3 separate regions of the Mus musculus genome follow, and regions 1 and 3 are each linked to region 2. A link is a contact called in public HiChIP or PLAC-seq and promoter capture Hi-C data. All regions are on one chromosome and are shown on one strand. Each heading gives the region's core, a stretch centred on a gene start, on an enhancer-like site or on the middle of the called end of the contact. The rest is flanking DNA. Distances are from core to core; before and after follow the strand shown. Region 1 holds the start of CJ186046Rik (a long non-coding RNA gene). Region 2 holds the start of 1110020A21Rik (RIKEN cDNA 1110020A21 gene). Region 3 has its middle 26 kb from the start of Six3.

The links. Promoter capture Hi-C pulls out the DNA fragments that hold promoters and counts their contacts. HiChIP or PLAC-seq counts read pairs in DNA pulled down with a chosen protein or histone mark.
Region 1: a contact with region 2 is called in a promoter capture Hi-C map of embryonic stem cells, with 2.1 times the contacts expected there. The contact joins the promoter of CJ186046Rik here to the promoter of 1110020A21Rik in region 2. A contact is called at or near these places in 1 of 39 promoter capture datasets (embryonic stem cells), 2 of 484 Hi-C or Micro-C datasets (both in embryonic stem cells) and 4 of 115 datasets of contacts at active chromatin or transcription factors (embryonic forebrain, embryonic stem cells, large pre-B cells and 1 more).
Region 3: an H3K27ac HiChIP or PLAC-seq map of differentiating embryonic stem cells shows a contact between it and region 2, with 4 times the contacts expected there. The contact joins the enhancer-like site here to the promoter of 1110020A21Rik in region 2. A contact is called at or near these places in 4 of 39 promoter capture datasets (hippocampal neurons, liver, neural stem cells and 1 more), 10 of 115 datasets of contacts at active chromatin or transcription factors (the NIH/3T3 cell line, astrocytes, differentiating embryonic stem cells and 7 more) and 1 of 9 other capture datasets (macrophages).

Annotation. Positions count from the first base shown.
Region 1 is chr17:85,686,205-85,690,599 of GRCm38.p6, forward strand. CJ186046Rik (a long non-coding RNA gene) reads left to right here and starts at 2,290. Exons shown (of 9, transcript XR_001782258.2): 1 at 2,290-4,395. It overlaps Six2 (sine oculis-related homeobox 2), which reads right to left and starts at 2,050. Exons shown (of 2, transcript NM_011380.2): 1 at 1,189-2,050. The coding sequence starts at 1,748.
Region 2 is chr17:84,954,087-84,958,843 of GRCm38.p6, forward strand. 1110020A21Rik (RIKEN cDNA 1110020A21 gene) reads right to left here and starts at 3,337. Exons shown (of 4, transcript NR_027929.1): 1 at 3,114-3,337. It overlaps Ppm1b (protein phosphatase 1B, magnesium dependent, beta isoform), which reads left to right and starts at 3,915. Exons shown (of 6, transcript NM_001159496.1): 1 at 3,915-4,308.
Region 3 is chr17:85,644,312-85,649,150 of GRCm38.p6, forward strand. No RefSeq gene overlaps it. Among named protein-coding and RNA genes, the nearest start is that of Six3, 26 kb to the left of the region's middle. Within about 2 kb of position 1,595, at least 27 of the 459 cell types and tissues checked have an H3K27ac peak or open chromatin away from gene starts, as enhancers often do. A contact at or near this core is called in differentiating embryonic stem cells, where this site is marked.

The DNA of each region.
Region 1 (4,395 bases), core at 1,040-3,539, 730 kb after region 2:
CTGACAGAGGAGAACCCATCGCAGATGAATCCACCTCTTGCCTGCTTTTGCGGACAGTCCCTGACCAGATATGGGTATTTGAAATCCTGGGTAAAACCTATTAGTGGATTCCTAACGGCCATTCTTTCAGATTTCTTGGGGTGGGGGGTGGGGGAATGAGCAAGACATCATCGCCATTCAAAGTCAAACTTGGGGATTTCAAATACCCAGGTCCAGTCTGCAGCTTGCTCTTCTGCCCCTACTGTTCGATACCCTGACCCTGGATCCTTCAAACGGTGTTCAACACATCCACATCACCTAACCCAGGTGTCTTGTTTTGCTGTTCCCCAAGGAGAAATCCGTTCCCATAATCCGTTTCTCTCCGATCTCGATCCCCTAGTTTCCTTGTCCAGATTTAAGCCCAAAGCGGGTTACAGACAGTTACAGGGGTGTCTGTAGCTTAGGTTAGTTTGGAAAGTCTTAGATTCCGATAGAAAAGAAAGCTCCCAGTCTTTCGGCAGATCCCAGTTTACCTCGCACACCCGACTTGCCCATCAAAGAGAGCAGAACCTAAGGAGAGCGAGGTCTTCAAGGGTCTGGCAAGTTCAGGAAAGGCAGGCTGGATTGCCTTCTCTTCCTCAGCAGACATTTCCCCCGGAGGCCTTACATCTTTGGGTCCTTTCTACGCGGGATAACTCCCAACTCTCTTGTGCCCAGCTCTTATGCCCAGACAAGGAATAGGTCTACCTTGCATAGATATTGCAGTCATTACCCAGATAATACTAGGGAGATTCCAACCCCTGCCCTGACCCCTAAAAATCTCTTTGACCTGGAGGTGACGTCCTAAACCCCCTGATCCCCGACGCCCTTGGTTGTTCGAAGATCAGGCCCTAAGCCTACGCTTACCTCGCAGGGAATTCAGGCCCACAGCCCTGCCCTCTCTGAAACTCGCCGTTTTTCCAGTTTAGTCCACAAGCGACTGAGGAATTAGTTACTGAACTTACGCACCGCTTTGCCCGCTTTAGACAAATTCCGGGTCGCTCAGCCTCCAGAAAAGACCTAAGCGCTGTTTTGAGCCAGCCTGAGCTGCGGCCGAGCTTGGTACCCGGGGTCCGGGTGCGATTTAGTCCTGTCCAGGAGCTCCCCATCCTCCCGCACCCGTTTCTCCCAGGACCAGGGAAGCCGGCGCAGATGCTCACTTACTCGTACCTTTCCTTGGCCTCGGCCGCCCTGTCGCGCTGCCGCCGGTTCTTGAACCAGTTGCTGACTTGCGTGGTGGTGAGGCCGGTGGCCTCGGCCAGCTCGCGCTTCTCTCGTGGCGACGGGTAGGGGTTGTGAGCGTACCACTCGCGCAGCACGCTGCGGCTCTTCTCCTTGAAGCAGTAGCTGGTCTCCTCGCCGTCCCAGATGGAGCGGGGCAGCGGGAACTTGCGCCGCACGCGGTACTTGCCCACGGCGCCCAGCGGCCGGCCGCGCAGCTTCTCCGCCTCGATGTAGTGCGCCTTGAGCCACAACTGCTGCAGCTTGGCGTGGTTGTGCGGCGAGAACTGGTGGCTCTCCAGGATTTTGTAGAGCTCGCGGAAGTTGCCCCGGTGGAAGGCCACCACGGCCTTGGCCTTGAGCACGCTTTCATTCTTGTGGAGGTGCTCGCAGGCGGGCAGCGACCACAGGAAGCGACCCAGCCGCTCGATGTTGCCGCCCTGCTGCAGCACCTCGCACACGCACGCCACTTGCTCCTGCGTGAAGCCGAAGGTGGGCAGCATGGACATGGTGGCGGCTGCGCGCCCGCCCGCCCGCGCGCGCCCTCACCGCGCTTCGCGGCCCCGCATGGGCGCCTCCCCGCCGGCCCCGGCCGGCCGACAGGCGGGCGGGGCCCCCTGGCCAGGCGCCGGCTCCCGAGCGACTCCTGAGTCACAACGATCCGTCCTCGCTCCCGCCGCCGGCCCCGCGCAGCTCCGCGCCCCCGCCGCCCGCGCGCCTCGCCCGCGCCCAAGCCCGGAGGCCGCCCGGGGCGCCGCTCCGCATGCTCCGCGCCCGCCCGCCGCTCGCTCGCCGGCTCCTCGCTCGTTCGCTCTCCCTCCCGTCTAGCTCGCTTGCAGCTTTTTTAATAATATTATTCTAAGCGGGCATGAGGCGCGGCGGCCCGCGCCCTGATTGGTCGGGTTATCTGACCCGGGGCCTGCCCGCGCCAGACAATAGTCGAGTCAAATTATTCGCCATGGAGACGCTGTCAGTCACCGGTAACCCGAGCCCCGGCGGCCCGGGCGGCTCCCACCCCCGCCCCCCTCGGCCAGCTCCGCTGACAGATCGCCCCGGCTCTGCACAGAGCGGAGGTTGGCCGAGACGGGAGCCCCAGGCACTCCCAGAGCCCGGGAGGCGGAGAGGAGCCGGGCTGGGGCCCCGAGACGGCGGTGATTGACGGGGCGGACGCCCAAAGAGCAGAGGAGGAGGAGGACCCCGAAGGAGGGGGCTGGGTGGGGGCCCTCGAAGAAAAGAGGAGGACCGAAGTGGGGAAGGAAGGGAGTAGAAGGGAAGGCGGAGGACCGTTTAAGGGGGTGCCTTTCAGGAAAGGAAAAGAGGGGGACAGAAGGAGCCTTCAAGAGAAAAAGTGTGAGACACCCCTCCCTTTTTTTTTAAATAAGAGGCGTCGCAACAGCCTCACCCAGGCTTCGCCAGGTGCTCCAGCTCCGGCTGGGTCACTGCGTCGCTCGGAAGGTCGCAGCTGACAGGCAGAGACACTAACCCAGGAGGAGGTCAGTGGGATGGAGAGTTTGGATTCTCTTAGGGGGCCTCTGAAAGGCTTGGCTTTTCTAGCTGACAACACCCCACCCCCATGCAAGAAACCCGGGACCCGAGATGTCTATCCCCTAGGGAAAGGGGGAGGAGGTGGGGAGAGAAGTCAGAGATTTGGCAGTGGCCGCAGCTGGACGCCTGAGAATCAACTTCCCGGAGGATCCCGCCTTTCCTTCCTTTCGCAGCAGGCTGCTTGCCCCGCGGCCGGTACCGCCCCCACTCGGCGCGATCTGCTCCTCGCCAGGCGGGGACTCAGACTTAACCCCACGGGGCCCAGGACCCGAGAAACTCCCGGCAGTCTCGTGTGGCCTTTACGGAAGTTGAATCTTGCAAGGGCGGCGACACAAAACAGGGGAGCCCGCATAGACCCGCAGACTGCCCCGGGGAGCCCAGGGCAGCGTGTGTAGGGTAATTGTCGCACTTCCCGGGGTGGGGGTGAGGTGCACAGAAGAGACTGGATTTACCAGCTTCCTGTCTCCCTACTTCTGGGCTCGGGTTCCTGGTCTCTTCTGCCTGAGAACCCAGCGCTAAGTTCCGGCAAGATTGGCCTTAGAAAGTGGGTAGGAGGAGCCCTGCTTTTTGTTTCTTTGTCAGAACTCCCCCAGAACATACGAAGTGCTGGTCCTTTGGAAAAATCCAAGCAATAGAAGGTTAGGGGTGCACTGGAGGGGTGGGGTCAGGGACATCCCTGAAGTTTCCAGAGTTTGAAAGGCCCACGGCTTATTTCTTGGCAAGGCTTGTCCTTTGGGCATCCATTCCGCCCTTTCCCACCCAGCTGCAAGCTCCTAGTGACATTCAATGCCAAGATCCAAGGAGGCACAGACCATGCTAAAACCTCTAGACCTCGTTTTGTTAACAACCCTGTCAGCTTTCTAAGGCGATGGAGAGGCAGATATTGAAAATGGAGTCCCGAGCCTAAGCGTTGGTTTCTGGTTGCTGGTTGTTTATGGGTAAGGTACATATTTATTTATTTAAGGATCCAGCATCATTTCCCAAACTTCCCCTCTGCTCCAGAATGCCACAAGTCTTTCTGTGATGATGTAAGCATGGGAGAGATGAGCACTGTGGCTTTCCCTAAGACTTTAGCTCTGGGAGCCCTGTCCTTTATCTTGAGTTGAAAACAGAAGACTGCCTAAGTTGGTGCTAAGCCAGCACCTGAACAAGTTACTGCAGAAATCCAGATGTCATCTTTGTGGACTTCCTCTGTGGGTAGGGCAGACTCTAGTGTGTTCAGGCTGCCCTGTTTGACATGGATGCCCTTTAGTGAGCTCTGAGGATTCCAGGGGACCTGGGAAATATATTACCCAGACTGCCCGGAGGTTCTAGAGCACAGCTTGCTGCTAAGAGTGACCAGAGTTTAAAGGATTCAGCCGACCAGAAGATCCCAGCTCTGGTCACAGCCACCACAGTTTGTTTGTTTTGTTTTTGTTTGATAAAAGAAGGCCAGAGAAGGAAAGACATCCATTGGTTGGGTGCTAGACCAGTTAGTCACTTCCTGGTGTAAGACTCTGGGCCCATTTCCCGGTTAGCTGGGGCCTCAGTGCTCTCCCCAGCCCCTCTCAGTGCTGGCCTGCAGTAGGTTTGAGAGTATTAACATCACAAAGATGATCTCTCATGTCATCA
Region 2 (4,757 bases), core at 2,087-4,586:
CTTTGATATGTTGAATAGGCGAACCTCAGCTGTTTCTTCTGGGGGTTTAAAAACTCAACATGGATCTTGGTGAATTTTTTCTTTTTTTTTGGTTTTTCGAGACAGGGTTTCTCTGTATAGTCTTGGCTGTCCTGGAACTCACTTTGTAGACCAGGCTGGCCTCGAACTCAGAAATCCGCCTGTCTCTGCCCCCCAAGTGCTGGGATTAAAGGCGTGTGCCACCACCGCCCGGCGATCTTGGTGAATTTGAGGTCAGTGAGGTCTACATAGTGAGTTCCAGGACAGCCAGGGCTACATAAAAACAATAACAACAACAAAAACAATAAACCCTGTCTCAAGACAAACAAAAGTGACCCCAGCTCAGCATAAAGAAAACGAGCATCCTAATCAGGACAATTTTCTACCTTATACTTAGCATTGTCTCAATTTTTTTTTTTTTTTTTTGAGACAGGGTTTCGCTGTGTAGCCCAGGCTGTCCTGGAACTCATTCTGTAGACCAGGCTGGGCTTGAACTCAGAGATCCCCCTGCCTCTGCCTCCCGAGTGCTGGGATTAAAGGTGTGCGCCACCACCGCCCGGCTCTACTGCTCTTTATGTGGCTCTAAAGAAAGGCATTATGGTCGGGCAAACCAAGGCTCAGGGTGTAGTCACCAGAGTACCAAGCTGTTGCAGAACCATTGTGACGGTGCTGATTGTGTGTGACATATCCCCTATCTACCACGACACATACCGCCGTTTAACCTTGTGAATCCTTTGGGGGCTTCTTTAAGGGTTTGTTGCTAAGCTTCAGTAATTCAGAAAGTTAACCTAATGGTTTTTTCGTCTGTGATCTCATTGTAGTCTTAGACATAAAACAAACAAACAAACAACAAAACCTCAGTTATGTTTTCTTACTTTTAGTGATTAAAGAGTGAGTTGTATACAATCCGCAGCCTAGTTACATCACTGAATCTCATATTGCATTTGAGTGTCTGCCAAAGGAGATCAAGAGGAAATCAAGCAGTGCGAGACAGGGCTCTGATGTCTGTCTGTGGTTGCCTGGGTTCTCGAGGCAAGGGAATCCAAGAGCCCTTATTTGTTGATCTTTAGCATGTTGATCCTTATTTTGGAAGGTGAGGTCCCGTACTTCAATCTTCTAATATAAGGTGTCCCAAGCAAAGGTGTGATTTAAAAAATATATTGTGTAAGTCATTTAAATAATTCCCAGGCTGTCGAAGATGGCTCTGCAGGGATAGGAGATTATAATCAAGTCTAATAGCCTCAGTTGTACTCTGGGACCCTACAGGATGGCAAGAACTAATTGCCCTCAGACCTCCACTGCAAACACACACACACACACACACACACACACACACACACACACAAACACTAAATGTAATTAAACCCTTCTTGATTCCATAATGAAGCCCCTTGAAGGGGTAGTCAGAGCTAAAGTGGGCTTACTTTCTTTTCTTTATTGAAGCTCACCTACAGTATGCAAAATCAGAGAAAGAAATTTTTATGGCTGTCTCCAATTCTCAGTCACTGGGTCTAAGAATTGGTGTGCCAAACCAAACCAAATCAACCAACCAAACAAACAGTCAACTGACCAAACAACCAAAACCAAAACAAAACAAAAAAATCTAGCACCCAAAGACTACTTTTAAAAATTATCTTTCGAAGTTCAATCTCCAGAATCACAATAAATGAAATAAAATTGTATTGTAGTGAGCTTTCTCCCCAGAGTGAGCTCTGGATTTTGTAGGCATGAATGTAGCTTGGAACCTCAGGTGATTCTAATTTTAGGAACCTGTTTGCCCACTATCCTGAAAAAACACCATGTGTGCTGGCTACATTCTAATGACAACTTGACACAAGCTAGAGACATCTGAGAGGAGACAAACTTTCATTCCTAAGAGCTGGCTGTGGGCTAGCCTGTAGAACATTTTCTTAAGTAGTGATTGATGGGGGTGGTGGGGGTGGGTGGGGGCAGCCCATTGTGTGCGATGCCATCCTGAGCTGGTGGTCCTGGATTCTATAAGTGGGCTGAGCGGGCCATGTGAACAAGCTAGTAACCTCTCCATCAACTCTTATCTGCAGGTTTGAGTTCTTGTTCGGCTTCCTTCAGTGATGGGCTACAGTGTAAGTCCAATAAACCCTTTTCTACTCAAGTTGCTTTTTGGTTGCCATGGTGTTTCATGGTCCCAATAGAAACCTTAAGACAGAGTTCTTAAACTTGAAGTTCCAGAGAAATCTGAATTGCAACCAAATGTTTATTTCCGCCAGTTTCACTTTGGAAATTGCTTCAGAAATATGTCCTTCTTTTCAAAGCTGAATTTGCACTCCCTTAGGTCGGTCTAAACCTAAGTTGTCCCAACTAACTTATACCTAAGTATGAATAAGATCGAAAACGTCTTTCAAAGACTTGAGCGAGTTTAAAAACTCTTCAGGTGAGCGCTTAAGTGCCCCATTACACTTTGATCTGGAAGAATTAACCTGGTTCACTTTCTAGCTCAATGTGGTTACTAGATGACCGTTTTCTCCCGGCCTTTGTGAAGCCTTCCGAGTAATCATACCCAGAGGGAGACTCCTTTATGTCATCATTACCCTTTGCAGACGTTCAATGATTACCTACCATTCCCAGTCTGGGACTGCCTGCCTTACTTTTGTATCTCCAGTTCTACCTACCACGCTTAGCAAAATGCAGGTGCTCTTTAAGAGAGGAATGACCTAGTGAATGTCAAGAGCCTAGACAGGAGTTTTAAAAATCAGACTCAGAAACAAAACACGGAACTGCCAAGGGCTGGAAGGCAGGAGGTCGAGGTAAATAAGAAGAACGAACAATCTGAACCATTGCAAAATCATCCCGAAGGGATCTCCTGTCCCATTTTCTCAAGTGGCTTTTCAGCCTTCTCAACTTCCCGCCCACTCTCCCCTGCTGGAGACAGGTCATGCAGGTATCCCAACAATGAGGCTCTGATTGGTCAGAGATGATTTCATTGTTAGGGAACATCCGGGCTCTTTCCCTCCCTGCATCACCTCCCCAGAGCCCTACGCGCCCAGTTTTGCACTCTCGCGTGCGCCCCACCCGTAGTTGAAGCAAAACAACGCCTCTCTCCAGGCCCTTTCTCGAACCTTTCTGAGCTCTTCCTTCACAGCTCTATGCCAAAGAGAGGCGGCCACTTCTTCCAATGAGGGTCTAGGGGCACTTCTCTGGCCAATCAGAAGCCGGCTCTCTCCACTCCGGGTGGGACCAATTTCCACCTATAACTGGACTGCCCGTTGGTTTCTTTATGGTGTTCGTTCTCCGCGAAGTGTAGAGGTCAGAACTGCAGGGTCCGCAGACTCGGGGCTTGGCCATCTACGAATACTAGCCAATCCCTTTTAGGATACTTTTGCGCGTTCATTTAAAAAAAGCCGAAGTGACGGACTTGGAAATTGGTTTCTTGACGGACAAGTAGAGGAAGCCAATAGTCGGAGGATCAGGCCGCCATTTGAACCAATCAGAAAAGGATATCGGTCTTCGAGTTGGGGCGTAATTTGACTGACGGAGGACTCTACCTATGGCTACTAGGGTGGGCAGGTCGGTGACGTCAGGAGTTAGGGCAAGGCGGAGGTGGGGCTGAATAAAGTAAATGGTAATGAAGGGTTGGGCCTCACTGGTGGGCGGTGTGTGATGGATAGTTGACCTTGCCAATTAAGGTGGGCACTGACGCCCAATGAGAAATTAAAGACTCAGAGGCGGGGCCGTGTGGGCGGGGAAAGAGAAGCACAGAAGATACTAGGGGCCAGGTTGGGCGGGAGAACGTAGATTGACAGGCTTCTCAGCAAACCGAGGGCAGCGGTGACACACGCGGCGTCCCAATGGGTGCCCTTGGGGGGCGGAGCCCGAGGAGGGGCGGGGAAAGACGGCGGTGCGGGGAGGGGAGGGGGGTTGCAGAAGGAGCGGAGCGGCCGCTGCTCAATGGCGGAAAAGCCGCTGGTGCTCTGACCGCCTGGTCCCCCCTGGCAGTTGCGGGGGAGTTTCCTGCCGGCGCGGCTGGAGTCTCTGTTTCTCCGTGTCCGGTGGCTGGAAGATGCTCCAGAGAGATCAGGCTGCGGCGGAGGAGGTGGCGGCGGCCGAGTCGGCAGCGGCTCTGGGTTGGAGAGAAGGCGGCGGCGGCGGTGTGAGGGGCCGGACGGTGTAAACAGCTCGGGCGGCGGCGGTGGCCGAGCCCCCGAGGGCGAAGCGGCGGCGGAGGCGGTGTCGCGTCTCGGGAGAAAGCCGGGGGCCGCGGGCGGCTGTGCGGCGGGCGAGCCCGCGAGACCTCCCTTTCTACCTTCGCCCCAGGTAAGGCCGCTTTGCGCCCAGCCGAGTGGGGGAACGGCCGTCCGTCCGTCCAGCCTGCTCTCGGAGCACCGGGCTAGGCCCAGGGCCTGGGCTGCCGCCGCCGCCTCCGCTTGCGCGCGAGGCTTCGCGGGGCGCGGCGCGGCGAGGGAGTAGTTTGCCGGGGCGCGTGGAAGTCCGCTGCTTCCCCTCGCGCCGCGGCGTGCAGGCAGCGCCCATGGGCGCGCGGGCCACCCCAAGGCCGCGGCTCACCCAGTCCTGCCCGCCGCTCCGGAAAACACCTTTCGGTGTGGCTCTCTCTCCCGGTCGCTTTCTGCCCTCCCCTGCGCTCCGCTCTCCTTTCTTGTGAAATCTTTCTGGTTTTTCTGTCTGTGCCTCTCCGGGCCTCCTTCCCCCTCCTGTGCTTTAAACCGTTTGTCTTGCTCCTCTTAGCCAGACTCGGGGGTTCGTGT
Region 3 (4,839 bases), core at 345-2,844, 690 kb after region 2:
CTGCCACCTCCACCCTCTGTGTCACTAACAGTTTTATTTCTGTAATGGTTGAGTTTTATTTTGTGGGAGGCATAAGAGGAGCACACATGGTCAGATCTTTCTTCTCAGCTCCTGGTAGAGCCCTACTTCTTCTGTCTTACCCATTACAAGTATCGTCCACTCTGCAACAAGAGCAAGCAAGGGTTCTGCAGCCCACTGGTTCTTCTCCCGTTTTTTGAGACACAGCGTTGTGTAGTTCAACCTACCTTGAGCTCGATAAATAGCCAAGAATAACCTTCAACATCTGTTATTCCTACTCCTGCCTCTCAAGTGCTGGTTTTACAGATGTGGGCTTTTCCCATGCTAGGCAAACACTTTATCAACTGGACTACATCTCTGGCCTCCTGATTTAAAAAAAAAAATTAGGGAGTGAGGAGATGGCAGGATCTCCTCATATATTCTTTGCTTGCCTAGAACTCTAGGTAGACCAGGCTGAGGTTGAACTTACAGAGATCTGTCTGACTGCCTCCTGAGTACTAGGATTAAAGCTGTGTGTCACCAGGACTGCCCTAACATTTTATTCATTTTTTTTAGTGTGTGTTGCCTGTATGCATGTGTGTGTATGTACGCATGCATGCATACATGCATGTATGTGTACCATGTATGGGCAGTATCCTCCAAGGCTGGAAGGCATGGTATTTTCTAGAACTAAAGTTACAGAGGTTGTGAGCACCTTGTGGGTGTTGGCTGGGGACTGAGCGCCAGTCCTCTGCAAGAGCAGCAATTCGGTATTTGTAGCTATTGAACCACCTCTCTCACTCCCAGCCTCCTGATTCTTAAACTAGTGCATGCATGTGTTTCATACAACCACTGTCCAGGATTCCTTGTAGATTGGTAACCCACAGCCCTCTGGGATGCGGCCCTTTTTCAGGTCACCTCTGGAAAAGGCAGGCTTTGTCTTCTGTAATCTGATGTGAACAGGCCTCTTGGGGACTAGACCTCAGGATGATTCCACAAAGATCGAAAAAGAGTCTTCAAACAAAAGTCAAGACTCTAAAACCAGAAGCTAAAGTATGGGAGAAATGAACCACGGTGGGGACGCTCCACCTGAAAGGCGCCTGGCATGCTGTCTTGCCTGGACAAGCTGGGCTGCTGTAAATCTTGGCAGTGATACTCAGGCCCACACTGTAGGTTTTCTTCCAGCGAAGTCTGGAAGCCTTTGTCCCAGCTGCAATTTGAGGAACAGTGCCACCTGCGAAGGAGTGAAGAATTTGGTTTAATTCTTATTGGTGGGGAGGTCGGGGGTGTGGGCGGGGTGGGGGTGGCGGTAAGCTCTTCCCAGGGAGGTCTGAGTACTTCCTGTTTCCTTCCCTTCGCTCTTTCCCCCTTTTTCCTTCTGCGCCCCCTCTCTTACTCGCCCCCCCCCCCCTTTCTTTCTGTCTGCTGATTGCCTTTCTATAGAGTCAGGGCGCAGTTCTTTCAAGGGGCTGGGTACGGAGTGACAGGCCCCTGGCGGGAGCAGGAGGCAACACTGGGTGTCCTACCCCCATAAGTGCGGTGGCCTCCGCCTGGGCAGATGCAGCGCCTCCCGCATTGTTCCGTCCTGAAGACGAGCAGCTGCCGCGCTAATTGCCACCAGCAGGGGTCCGCGCGGCGCTCACCCTCCTCCTGACGATTAGGAGGCCGCCCAGGAGGGAGGTTTTCAGGAGCCAGTGTTGCGCATTATTCCAGGAATTTTAAACACTCGTTAAAGGCTTTGCCGTGTCTCACTTCAGTACACATCATGCTCCAGTTACTGCTCGCAACCGCGGGGGCATCAGTGCGGGCAGCACTTATCAATATTTTAGCACGAGAAAGGCAAATGATGTTGAAACATTGAACTATATTTCCATCTGTTCAAACTGAAATGGGACAAGCGCAGCTCAGGAAATGGAATACCTCCTCCCCAGCTGCCTCTGAGGCAGCAATACCCACTGGCCTGGCCTCAGCCCCGGCCTTCGTTTCTCCTCCATCTTCTCACTTGGTCCTAGCCTTCATAACCCGTGGGTAAGTTCCAAGGAGTTGAACATCGCACACGAGTGATGGTTTGTCTGCAGAATGACAGAAGGTGGTAGAACCCCCGAAGATTCTGGATGTGCACAGTGTTAACATGCTAATGTGGGCCTTTGTCATGGACTGAAGGAGGAGAGTTGCATCCAGTGTGCCTGCCTATTGGAGTTGGGGCACTTCCCTGCACCGGTCCGACTCAGAGGCGCCTACAGACTGACTACCCCCTCTGCAGGAGAATCTGGGTGAAGCATGATGGCGCAGGCTTCTAATTCCAGTTCTTCCCAAGGTTGAGGGAGGCTGAGGTGTACAAGGCCTGCCTGAGCTGTAGAGTTCAAGCAAGACCCTGTCATAAAACTACAAGGAGGTCAGGGCTGTAGATCGCCATAAAAGCTTGCTTAGCTTTATGTGAGGCCCTGCATTCAAGTCCCAAACATTAGAAGAAAACAGATCATATCCAGAAGTTAAACCTCGAGGTAAAGACCATTAAGAAAAAAAAATGTGTGTGTTGTATTTTTGTTTCTCCTGGAATAAAACAAGGTTGATTGACAGGTAAGAAACCTGAGGAATATTGGCACAGTCTCTAAGGATCCGAGAAGTTTCTGTACTATGGAAAGAAAAATGTGAGCCCTGAAACAGGTTCTCTCAGAGATTTAGGGACCCCTGAGTAGAAACTCCATGAGGTGCCCCCAAAGGCCAGAGAATCGCAAGACTCAAGGAATTCTCTTCCCTTTCGCCCTGGTCCCTAACTCAGAATGTGGAAATGCCTTTTCTAACTTCCCCTGCAGACTCTGACATCTTCCTTTGAAGCTGTCTGATTCAATTTTATTCATGTTCAGGATAAGGATGTGAAGAGGTGGTCCAGAGCCTTCAGGATCCACATTGCTGATCAGAGGCACTGTGGGTGGCTCTCAAGTCTTAACTGAGGACATTTCTGATGCTGGTTCTGATGCTGGACCTGATGCTGGTCCTGATGCTGGACTTGATGCTGGGCCTGATGCTGGACTTGATGCTGGGCCTGATGCTGGTCCTGATGTTGGACCTGATGCTGGACCTGATGCTGGACCTGATGCTGGGCCTGATGCTGGGCCTGATGCTGGGCCTGATGCTGGGCCTAATGCTGGTCCTGATGTTGGTCCTGATGCTGGACCTGATACTGGCAGCCAGGCTGGTGGCACCTTGCCTTCTGATGAGGGCATTTCTATCGTGAGAACTGGAGTGGTAGTGTTGTGGTGTCTTGTGAGAGAATGAGATAGGATAAGGAGACGGGGCTGGGGAAGGCAGAGGACACACTGATTTCATCTATCCCTCGCTTGCAGGCAGGGCCATTCACATCCCTGGCCAGGTGGAGGAGAACCATTGCCATAGTCTTTAGAGATGAGTGCCTTCTCTTTAGAGAGCTTTTGTAGTTTGAACAGGGGGCAAACATTAGATCCAGGACACTAAATTATATCTGTTAGAGCCTGAGATATAAATATTAAATCCACTAAACTTATGAGGAAACTGGGAATCTGGTAGACTAAATTGCATACCAGATGACACACCTAAGGTCACCGTGTTGCATATCCAGAACCAGAACTTAAATTTATATATCTTCAAAGTCTGTGCTCTTTTTTAATTCAGGTGCTCCATGTAGCCTCAATGTCAAGGGCCAGGGTAGAAAGTAGCAGGCAGAGGTAAGGTGGGACTTTCTGCAGACCAGAGGCAAGAGACATCATGGGTTTAGAAGTATTGCTCTTTCAAAGGTATTAACATATGGCTGGTCCACAGCTAGACGAATCTGGAAGTGCAGAAGAAATGATCTCTTCAAAGCAGGAGCATCAGCTAGCTGCTCAAAGAGAACAAGGACGGCTGAAGGATGAATTCAGGCTGACCTGAAATTGAAGGTGAAGGTCTAGAGACCATCATACAGGTGGGGGACTGACTGGTAGCCAACATTTCAGGGGTTCAACAGACTCGTGCATCCCAGACAAAGGATGAGAGCACATGGTGAGGATGGAGCAGCTGGAGTAGACCCAAGTTTCTCAGGATTTCCGAAATATGCCCAGTAAACAGAGCCATTAAAGTCACATAAATGAAATATGTCAAGATATGACATAGATGGGATTGTTTTAAAGAATTTATATTTATTTTATGTATATGAGTACATTGTAGCTGTCTTCAGACACACCCAAAGAGGGAATCGGATCCCACTACAGATGGTTGTGAGCCACCATGTGGTTGCCCGGAATTGAACTCAGGACCTCTGGAAGAGCAGTCACTGTTCTTAACAGCTGAGCCATCTCTCCAGACCCCTAGACGGGGAATTTTTAAGCAGGAAATGTAATCTGCTGACACTTTTTGGTTTCACATGCAGCCTTTGAAGTATTTAAGCCTGGCCTGTAGGACAGTCAGCTTATGTCAGGCAATTCAGCACTGGAAACTGAGGATCTACTGTGCCCTAGACATCACTCCAACTTGGGTGGCATCAGTGCACACAAACAATTAAGGATCTGTGTCTTCGTGGCAAGGGAGATGGACAGTGTCTTAGTCGGGGTTTCTAATCCTGCACAAAACACCATGACCAAGAAGCAAGTTGGGGAGGAAAGGGTTTATTCAGCTTACACTTCCACATTACTGTTCATCACCAAAGGAAGTCAGGACTGGAACTCAAGCAGGTCAGGAAGCAGGAGCTAATGCAGAAGCCATGGAGGGATGTTCCCTACTGGCTTGCTTCTCCTGGCTTGCTCAGCTTGCTCTCTTATAGAACCTAAGACTACCAGCCCAGAGATGGTCCCACCCACAATGGGCCCTCCCACCTTGATTGAGAAAATG